Regions from separate parts of the Arachis hypogaea genome. Here region 2 is linked to region 1. Evidence: chromatin contacts called from public Hi-C data. All regions are on one chromosome and are shown on one strand. The core of a region is the stretch at or near the end of the contact, and the rest is flanking DNA. Distances in the headings are between cores, read along the strand shown.

What was found. Hi-C and Micro-C count contacts between places; a contact is called where the count stands out from the background.
Region 2: a Hi-C map of leaf shows a contact between it and region 1, with 4 times the contacts expected there. The contact joins the enhancer-like site here to the promoter of LOC112791126 in region 1. A contact is called at or near these places in 2 of 8 Hi-C or Micro-C datasets (both in leaf).

Annotation. Positions count from the first base shown.
Region 1 is chr3:120,691,939-120,697,783 of arahy.Tifrunner.gnm2.J5K5, forward strand. LOC112791126 reads right to left here and starts at 3,182. Exons shown (of 5, transcript XM_025833845.3): 1 at 2,603-3,182; 2 at 1,599-2,100; 3 at 1,276-1,480. The coding sequence starts at 2,948.
Region 2 is chr3:120,788,709-120,794,553 of arahy.Tifrunner.gnm2.J5K5, forward strand. No RefSeq gene overlaps it. Among protein-coding and RNA genes, the nearest start is that of LOC114927527, 22 kb to the right of the region's middle. Within about 2 kb of position 2,788, at least 2 of the 3 cell types and tissues checked have open chromatin away from gene starts, as enhancers often do.

The DNA of each region.
Region 1 (5,845 bases), core at 1,932-4,431:
GCATCAATAATAATATCTATTTTTTAACATTTCAATTTTTGTATTTATGTGTAGTATCTATTTTACATACAAAAGTTTCCCAATTTTAGTTATTAGATTGGTGAAAATTCAGGTGCAGTTGACTTAACGTGAAGTTGATAACCCAGAGTTGTTAGATGATTTGATTGATTTGACTAAATTTTCATCTAACAGCTCTCAACTATCAACTTCACATGAAGTCGACTGCAACTAAGTTTTCACCTATTGAATTAAATTAAGTTGAGTGTCTATACTATTTAAATATCATATTCCATTTAATATTTGTCTAGCTCGGTAGTATTCAAATATCTTGATAATGAAATTTCAAAGTTGACCATGAGAAAATGATGTTAAGTGTAAAATGGTGGAAACGAGTTGGTGTTTACAGCATATTAGTAACAATTATAACCAATTTCAGGAGAATATATACGCCATATAGGTACTTTAAGTAATAGATTAGAAATTCAATTTGTACACAAACACTGTACACTAGTTGACATGCAAGCATCAATTTCGTTGACCCTCAATTGTCAATCATATTCTAGGAAGCATATTGGAATAACTTCATGAAAAGGAAAAGTTCAATTATTTCTCTTATCAATTTATCAGGCATAATATATATTGAGTTATATAGAGCCCATTCAACTTGTTTGGATTTTAAATATATTATTATTTGGTTGGTAAATCAAATCTGGAATTTAGAATGTTTTGAAAAAAAAAAGGTTTGAAAATAAAATAAGATTTAACATTTAAAAAAAATCTCACAGCTAGCTATAGCTAGTTATGTGTTTAATTACTCCATACATCTTATTAAAGTTAATCTAATTTTATCTCTGACGATGATAAAATCGAAGACAATGACTTGATAATATTATCATTGATTGTGAGGGCGTCTCCCCTTCTCTACCGCAGCTTGGTCTCCATACTAGCATTAATTGAAAAACCATAAATACACACACAGCGTGATACTTTACGTCTTATTCATTGCTAATGTAGGCCAATCATATCAAGTTCGTCGTCGGTGGATCAGGTTGCCATTATGAATAATAAATAGAATTTAGTTAAAGACACATCATAAATTTATAATTAATAAAAAATGTTAAATATTTTTATTTAATAAATAAATAAATAATTTAAATTATTTATATTTTTAATAAAAAAAATTATCTTATAATCTTAACGTGGAATTTTAGAACATAAATATATTTTAAAACTTAAGAACAAGAGAGTCATGATTTTACTTTTAATTATACATACCTTCTCGTCGAAGCCGTTGACATAATTCACAGTGCCACCTCCACAAATGGAGGGTGGCGAAGAATTCAACCGGTACAGTGCCTTGTTCATGAGGAGAATCCCCGGCGTGTCAGGACCACCAACAAACTTGTGCGGACTCAAGAACACCGCATCATACCAATCATCCCTCTCCTCTCTCCTCATGCAAATCTCCACATATGGCCCACTATATACATTGGTTCATGAATTTATTAGATACTATGACATGTTTAATTAAACTGTATTGTTTAATATAATATGTGTACATATTTTGACTATCATATTTATATGAAGAGACTGCGTACCTTGCTGCAAAATCAAAGCATGCAAAGGCGTTGTATTGATGAAGAAGGCGAGCAATGGCTGGTGTGTCGGAGTTTATCCCGGTGACATTGCTACAAGCAGAGAAAGATCCCAACAATGGTCTTTTGGTATTTTTGTAGGCCTCAAGTTGTAGCTTAAGGGCATCCATGTCTAGCAAGCCTTCATCATCGAGGCCAATCTCAACTACTTCGGCCAAGCTTTGCCGCCATGAAAGCAGGTTGGAATGGTGCTCGTAGGGTCCCACAAACACAACCCATCTTTCTTCTTTGCTGAGGCTCTTTACCACCCTTTCTCTCAGAATTGAGGGCACCGCGATGCCCATTACTTCTTGGAGCCTCTTGATGGCTGCGGTTGTCCCCGAACCACAGAATATGATTGCATTTTCTTCACCACCTCCTAAGCATTCCTTAATGTACTCGCTTGCTTCATGCAAAATTCTTGTGCTTCTACTTCCCACATAACTGTCACACGTGTGAGTATTGCCTATACACACGAATTAAATACCACTCATTGTTATTAAATATTCATAAACATAGTTTTATTAACCTAATTTTTAATTAGTAGTTACTCACGTAAAAGTTATTTTTGTACCAGACCACACTCTAATAAAAATAGTTAATACTAATAATTTTCAATTCTATAATCTTAGTCAAATAACTTCAAGATTGTGATAATTAAAAATTTTAGTTAAAAAACAAAAAAAGCATAAAAAAATTAATTAAATTTAATAAAAAAATAATTTATTCACCTAACATTTTCTTCTTAGTTATTTTGTTCACATAAAAACAACTTGACACGATCATTTTACTTATATGATTTATAACAAAAATTATATTTAAACTTGGGGTTTAATAATTTCAAACAAGACAATTGTTATTTTATTTAATTTTTTTTCCTGAGAAATTGTTGATTGATGAAATACAGGTTCTTTAAGTGATCGATAGATGTGCATATATATAGAAAGGAATTGTGCGAACATACATACCATAAAAAGGAAGAACATGTTTGATGATGAAATCTTCATTGTATTGAAGGCTGCGACCTGAAGCAGTGTGATCAGCATATACAAGTTCTCTTCTTCCAAATGGAGAATAGAACTCAGCAGCGTTACCTATCATCTGAGATCTAAGCCAACGAAGCTTTTCCTCAACAGATTCATTATTATTACATGGTAGTTCCATCTTTACAAGCATCTTAAAGCTTTCAAAATGGTTGCACAAATCAACGTTACTCGTTTCTGATTTGGATGAAACTACCCAATCATCATTATCAATAATGCTTGGTTCAATAAATATGGGTTTCTCTGCTAATAACGTCTTCTCAACCTCCATGTTGACAATAAAACAATGATTCAAGAATTGAAAACAACACACTCACAAGAAGATGGGAGCAACGAGACGGCTTTTATAGAGTTGCAAACCTTAGCTTATATATGGATATTATACATATTTTTAGTTGACATTTAATACATTATTTTACATTTATATTATATTATGGGTAGCATAAGCCGCGTGGCGAAACTCTTGTAGATTTTGATTTTCAATTCCAACCTAAGGTTTTATTTCTCTTTCCTTAGGCGGTTAGTTGCTTGTTAAATGCACTCTTCTTCTTCTTTTATAATTATTACTATTATTATTATCATTATTATTATTATTAAGAGAGACAAGGCAGTAGATAAAGATAAAATCTATTATTTGTCTGTACATTTAGTTAAAGAGTATAATTTAAGTACATGAGAAGATAATTTGGATAAGAGAAAAGGTTGGATGATTTGTTGAAAAATAAATTTATCGGATTCCCCCAAACACTTCCTTTATTAAGCTGAATTCGGATATCTCTATTACAAAGGAGGATCAAATGATTTGTGAAGGTCTATTGGGTGTGTTTATTTGAAGTGAAAATGAGACTAAGGAAAAAAAGAAAAAAATAAATTAAAAAATAGCTATTTTTTTGTTTGGTTGAATAAAAAAATTTAAAGAAAATGAATAGTATAAAAAAAGTAGGTAGAATTCTTGAAATTTTTTTCCTCCGTATATTCGATGGAAAATGAAAGGAAAATATATTTAGTATTAATATTTTAATATTATTTTCTATTTTTAATTATTTTAAAATATATAAAAATAAAATTATTCTTTCATAATATTATATACTATTTTTTTTTATCTTAATATATTTAAGAAAAATAAAATTTTACTCTTTTTTTTCTTTTTTTATTTTTTTTTCTCTTTTTTTCCTTCTAACTAAACAAAGTCTAAGAGATCACAAAAGTAATTTTTTAGTGTCATAGTACAAATTTAGGTAACTGTACGGTAATTAGAGTAGAATTCTAAAGTATTTTGTTAGATTTGGACATGACTATAAATTTTAGGTAAATGAATAATGTGTATAAAAGTATATTCTAAAATAGTAGTAAGTTTCTATTGCCTTTAAAAAATTGTCGAATTGCACTCTATAAAAGTAGGATTCCGCTAGGGAGAAAATGGACTATTTGTACAATGTGTAACCAAGGATCGAACTCTTGACCTTTTAGATCTAGCGCTTTAATACCATGCATGATACCACTCATCCCAAAAGATTCAGCTGAGGAAAAATGTAACACTAATAATTATATATCTAATACTTCATAAACCTCCATTGTACACATTGTATAAATATTTCATTGGCTCCTCATACTTTTCCATAAAAGTATTAGTTTTGGTTATTAAAGTATATTGCAATAAATTACATAATTGGAATATTTATCATAAATTCTGAAAAGCGAATGCTTGTACATATAAATTAGTATGACAAAAATATGAACTTTAATTGGAATGTCATTTTTTTCCTCATGTATCTCTTTAAATTTTTATGTAGACTTTGTTAAAATTACATTTTTTAGGACCCTTCTATCTTTTTTTTTTTGAGTTTTATGTCCCATTCTCTATAAAAATTATATTATTTGGAGTATTAAAACAAACAAAATATAATAAAATAAACTAGCTATTTTGAAATATGAGATTCTTTAATTACTTATCATAAGATTACATAGAAACAAAAATGAGAAGGATATATATATTATAAATTAAAGTGTAGGGTAGTGGAGTAGAACGAGTTAATCCGTTTGCCACTCCTACTAAATACTAAAGAGTGAGTAACTTTGTATTGGTGATGAGTTTTTGCCATTTTATATCTACTCTATTACTTTATTTTTTAAATACATGAGCTGAGTGAAGTGATCCATCTAAGTATATATTAGACATATTTGATGTGTGTATAGGATTAACTCGACTTAATACTAAGGACTAACTCAATTTAATATTAAGCCTTAAGGGAAAAAAAAAAGAAAATTGATAAAATCTTAAAAAAATGTTGAGTACTGTCAGATTTATTGTTCAAAAGAGGAATAAAATTCTATAACAAGAAAAACGTTGAGTACCATTGAATTTACTGTCGGTTTAGCGTTGCACATTAGCGTCAGCTTTACCGACGAATTCACAGACAGTTTTGACATGGATTTCATTGGATCAAATCGTTACTGGCGGATTTCGATTTCCGACGATAAATTTGTCGATAATACTTGGAAGGAAAATGAAAGAAATAGGCACGAAATGTTACGTGAAATTTACTGTCAGAATAATCTGTCGGTAAACCCATTTCAGTGAAATGCTGCATTTCGGTCATTTGCAACGAGTTACCGGCGGATCCGCTGGTAAATCCGATGGTAATGAGCCTTAAAATTCAAAGCGTGAACCCCTCTACCCCTTTAATTTGAAGCTACTCTCTCTAACCTCTCTTCTCCCTTTCTCTCTCTAGTCGTGTCTGAATCTCGCCGACACCGTCAACCCCATCTCCGCTGCCACCGACGCCACCTCCCTCCTCTCCTTGCACCTCCCGTTTGCCACAATGTCTCCATTGCAGCCGCCATTGCGAACCCTGACCTCCGTTGTAGCCACTGCTCTTCTCACTACCAACAAGCGCCATTCTTCGTGTCGCCAGCTTCATCATCCGTTGTCAGGTCTAGCTTTGTCATCGTCTTCCAGGTCCAGGATAGTTAATTTTTTCTTGCTTAATTTTTGTTTTATTTTTAACCTAATTTTCATAAAAAAGAAAATGTGATTTGGTTAACTTATTTGATTTTGGAGTGTTGGAAATACAATATGCTTTGACAAATAACAGTTTGTAAGTCACACATACCTTTTGGTCAATATATGAAAATTTTTAATTTCATACGGTCTTCGTTAATCATTTA
Region 2 (5,845 bases), core at 1,538-4,037, 96 kb after region 1:
TTATAATTATAATTATCTCAAATAAATGGTTGCTTCAGAGCTTCGGATAAGTATTACTTTTTATTAATTGATTGATATTTGATAGGATATTAATTGTTAGATTGTTGGGCTAATTAAACTCGTGAGAATCAACATTTTTGTCAGAGGACATCGTTAATCACATGGCAACTTCTTTTTTTTCTTCTGATTCTGAACGAGTTCTGACTAGTAAATTTCCTTTGTAACATGGCACAGGAATATGAGCTGGGAGAAGTTTAATACTCATCAAGTACCTTTCTCAGAAATCAATAAAGCATTTGAATGCATGATTAAAGGGGAGAGCCTGCGTGCGTTGTATCATCAGAATGAATGCTTTGAATCTTTTCTTTTCTTTATATATTGTCTTGGTATCACGCAAACAATAAATTACATGACTACATAGTAGGGGTGTTTAAAATGGATTCGGACTTAATTAAATTGACCAAACGAACTGAAAAAATTAAAAATCGAATAAATTGAAAATCGAAAAATGTGTTTTGTAATTTTTTTACAGTTTAGTTCAGTTTTTGGTTCTGACAAATAAAATTCTAACTGAACCGAATCAAATTGGTGAAATATCAATCCTGCCCCGTTCCCATGCCTTTCACCCCCAATTGAAAGCTCCAGTCTCTCACAGTCGCGCTCTCCTCTCACGGCGGCGCGGCGAACCCACGTTCCTCCCAGTCTCCCACCACGAAGCCGGTATGTAATTGGTTAAATCATTGATTCATTGTTGTTGTGGCCAACCGTAGAGAGCTCTCGACCACCGGAAAGATTTCGTGGAGGAATCAAGTGAGAGAACATAAGATGATAAGACACCACATCTAACTTAAAATCTTAAGGTGTCAAGTTAATGAGTCTCTCATCTTATAAACTCCTCACTCTTCTTTACTTTCTTTGATGTGGGACTAACTTCATGCATTTCTCACACTTGCAACATTAACAATCTCTCTCTCAAGTGTGAACCTCCACATCAAACATCAACTCCCCTAGCTCCACCATCGCAAAACACGCTGTTCGGACTACCTTTGTCGGGAAGACTTTTGATGCTTTACCTTGAATACCCCTTAAAACCACCAAACTGATTAACCAGGCTCTGATACCCAACATGAGAGATTTCGGGGAGGAATCAAGCGAGAGAACATAAGATAAGAAAATACCATATCCAATTCAAAACCTTAAGGTGTCAAGTTAATGGGTCTCTCATCTTATAAACTCATCACTGTTCCTTTTCTTCTTTGATGTGGGACTAACTTCATGCATTCTTCACACTTGCAACATTAACACAGCATTGGTATTGTTTACTTTATTGCTAACTTGCTAACTTGTTGATTCATTGTTAATTTGGTTAAATTATACTCAGCATTGGTATTTTTAACCCAATTTGTTGCTGACTTGCTGTTTGTGGATTCATTGTTTGTTGTTTGTTAGGTAATGTTCTGTTTGTTGAATTATTTTAATCATTGCTGTTTATTGATTTATGTAATTGCTTTTTTATTTCAGGTTGGTTTGCGTTAAGAAGTTTAGCTGTTTTATTCGAGAAGACACCATAACTTGTCTATCTTTTAATAGAATTTTATTTTTATTTTCAATTGTGTTGACTGTTGAATTTTTAAACTTTTTTAATTGTTGTATTTAAATTCTTTTTGTCGTTAAATTTCATTAGAGCAAAACTTTGTTAGTTATTGTGTATTTGTGTTGGTCGATTTCAATGTTATTACTTTGTGAAATAGTACGATAGTATTTTTTTAATTGGTTGAAAAATTCGAACAAACCGAATCAAATCAAACCGATTTTAATTAGTTTGGTTTGGTTCGGATAGTTTCGATAAAAAAAAAGAATCAAACCGAACCGCAGTTCAATTAGATATTCGAATCGGATGATTTTTTTCTTAAAAATCGAACCAAACCGTACCGCAAACATCCCTACTTATATATTGGAGTCATTAGGGTTTGGAATATTTATTTGAAAAATCTGTTAAAATTCTCAGATCTCATTATAGAAAATTAAAAAAATTTAATAAGTTGCTAGCCTTTTTTTATGCGGGGAAAATCTAGACGGTTCCAATGATTGATGAATGCAGTAGCAGTGGTGTTGACAATACAAAATAACTTGTTAAATTCATTTATGAGAAATCACTTATTTTTTGAATTGATCCTGAATTTTTTAATTAAATTTATTTTTAAAATATTTTAAATTAATCACATTAATTTTTTTGTCATTTATTTTATTAAGTATATTAAAATTTACTAATGTAACACATTAATGACATTACAATATACATTAGAAATTTTAATTTTTATTAACATAATAAATTTATAAAATTAGATCAAATTAAAATTTAATTAAAAAGACTTTAAAATATTAAAATCTTTCAATTTAAAATTGATTTAATCTAATTTTATAAATTTATTATATTATTTATCAATTAAAATTATTAAATGTGTATTGTGTTATTATTTAACATATTATATCTATAAATTCTAACGCCATTAACAATAAAATAATAAATAAACTAATATGATTAATTTAAATTTTTTAAAAATAAATTTAACTAAAATAATTTTCAAAAATTAATTTAAAAAATAAATAATTTTTGAAGCACTAATTTGATCCTTTACGTGAAAATATAAGTTTCAGGCTTTTCCTGTAAGAAACCAGAAAGTTTCATAATGCACAATTGCGAAAGATTTGAGTGTAGATGTAACCCGTGACTTCTCTGGTCTCTGGACACATACTACCGGACAAGAAGAAAAACAATAGATATTTTTACCAATTTTTCCTAACTTATTAGGCTTTTTGCTATCTGTATTGCAATAATTATGCCTAGCCTATAGTAGGAGAGACTATTCTTACATATGTAACAGCAGCATGGACCAGACCAAACTACCTAATTATTAGTTCTACATATCACGAGTCCTACAACGTAATTTTATTTAAAAAAAAAAATAGAATTTCTGTATCTAGGTTATTTTTTTCATATAAAAATAATTATGGTATAATTCAACTAAATAAACGTATATAAAATATTTATATTATTATAATCAGTAATAAATTCAAAAATTTTTTAAAATGAGATAAAAATATATATACTAAAATAAATTTTATTAAACATTATTAATTATATAGAGATATAAAAATTAAAAAGAGTTAATAAATATTTTCATTCTCAAAATATATATTATTTATTATATATAATTTATAAAAAAATATTTTTTATTTTTAAAATTTAAACTTAAAACATCTTAGTTAAACTATAAATAATTTATTATTCTAACTAATTTTTTTAATATATATTTAATAATAAAAGATTGAATCAATTGACACATTAGCGCCTAATAATACACTAATATTTATAATTTAAAACTAAAATTATATATAAATACCAAAAAATTAATCTGTATATAAAAAGTATATTTATATAAAATAACAAAAACTTAATTTACAATTTTTTCTTTTTTTTAAATAATTAAATTTGTTATATATTTTTTAATTTAATTTTAATATAATATTAGATGAAAGATTTTATACATCTATTTAATTATATATTGTAATTAAAATATTTTTCTATTATTATTTCTAAAATAAAAAAATATATTCTAAATTAATAAATTAATCAATTTATTTTAAAATTTTATATATAACATAGGTACATATAATAGAACAAAAAATAAATAATAAATAATAAAAATGAATAAATCAAGAATAAAATAAAATATATAAAATCATGAAAAGAATAAAATATTATATTAATATTTATACTATAATTATTTGAATTAAAATTTGCAATTGATAATATCAAAAAGAGAAACAATGAAATTAAAAGATACATAGAATCGTGGAGGGTTATATAAAAAAACATGAAGAATTTGAAATTTATATTTTGATGAAGAGAATATGACAACTAGATAAGGAATAGAAAAAGAAAGTTAAAAATATAAAAAATAAGAGAATTTAAAAGAATAAAAAAGTGGTAACACAAGAATTAAATTTGATTAGGTTAAATAATAGTCAAAATAATAAAAAAATAAATTTAAGATTTTAGCCAATTAAATTTAATTTATTTATAGTTGACTCATCTAAAATTTGAAATAGGACACATTATATATAATTATTTTTTTTAAAAAAATTGAAAATACTGTAGAGACAAATGCCCTCTCGTAGTTGTGACTGGGTCCGTACTTGATTATGGTGTTAGTCAAAACTGCAATCTGCATTTTACTTTTTCACTTTGTTTTCTTTATATATAAAACAAATAATTCAAATGCATGTTGCGTTTTGGATTGGCTTTTTTTTAATTTTTTTAAAATAGTAAAACACAAGTTACGTTTTAAATGTATAAATTTTTTTTTATCAAAAACTGTAAAATACAGCTTGTATTTTGTACAAAAAAAATATTTTAATTGAGGATATTGCTTATAAATATTAAACTCAATTCATATGGATTTGTACCTCACTTTCATTTCTATTCCTCTTTTTTTCATATATTTCATATTTGTAAGTTTTTTTAGCAATTAATTGTGTCAAAAAAAGTTGAGTTAGATAAAGTTGGGGTTATAAAAGGTATTGCAAAATTGCGACTGTATTATAACGGTGAGATTTTATCAAACACACACGAAATGGTGACTTTTGTTTGTGAATGTCTGTTTTCATTTGCTATTTCATGCACCATGAGTTTTGTAAAGTTGCAAAATGGTCTTTGTGAGAACATACAAAATCACATTTTGAAGAGGGTGAACAACATTTTATACAAAAATCATGTACAAGTATTTGATAGGTTGACACAGTTTCAAATAATGTCCATCACTGGTGACGCATTTATGCAACAAATATTCTATATTTATCAACAAACCTGATTTCATGTGTCGTTGATAGAACTGTATGTTAAGTTTGAACAGCATACGGGGCTAGACGCGGTTGATGAGGAGATCAATGTTGATGGCTCGGGGATATAGGTTGGGAAGAAGATAACAACGATAGTGAAGGGGAGTTCGAAGCGAACTACGAAGTCGATGATAAAAACAATGACGGAGACCTAGCAGACAATCCGGCGGTGCAAAATGAAACAGATGTGATTGTAAACCAGCACCTCTTTAGTGTTCCGTCTTTTATACGAACTCTGGATCTCGCAAATATGCATGCCTCAGAATTTCCTGAGTATGCAAATATAGGTATGTTATAGTTATTAATTAAAGTTACCATTGCCATTTCTTTTATTTGCTTTGACCGACTAACGGTGGTTTGCGTGTCATATGTGAAGGTAATGTTGCGCGAAAAATGGTGAGTTTAGTGTCGGAATGGAATTTTGTTCTAGAGAGTTTGTGATATCTACAATCAAAAGCTACACTATCTTTAGAGGAGTTGATTACACTGTGTATGAGTCTGAACCGCAGACATTCTATACAAAATGCAAGGATTATGGTATAGGGTGCGATTGGCTTATCTGAGTTAGCTTGATTTGAAAGAAAGGTTGTTGGGAGATCAGGAGATACAATGGTAAACACATGTGCACCATGGAGACGATTTCACAAGATCATGCCAAGTTGGACTCAGACACAATTGTAGATGCTATTAAGCCGTTGGTTGAAGCAGACTCGTCGATAAAAGGTGAAGTCTATTATTGCAGAAGTTCAATCCAAGTTCAACTACACTGTAAGTTACCGCAAGGCTTGGTTGGTAAAGCAAAAATCTGTAGTAAAAATTTTCGGTGATTGGGAAGTTTCTTACCAGACTCTGCCAGTATGGTTGAAAGTAATGACTGCAAAGATGCGAAAGTGTCGTGTTCAAATAAAAACGCTCCCCGTTTATCGTGAAAGTGAGGAGGTTC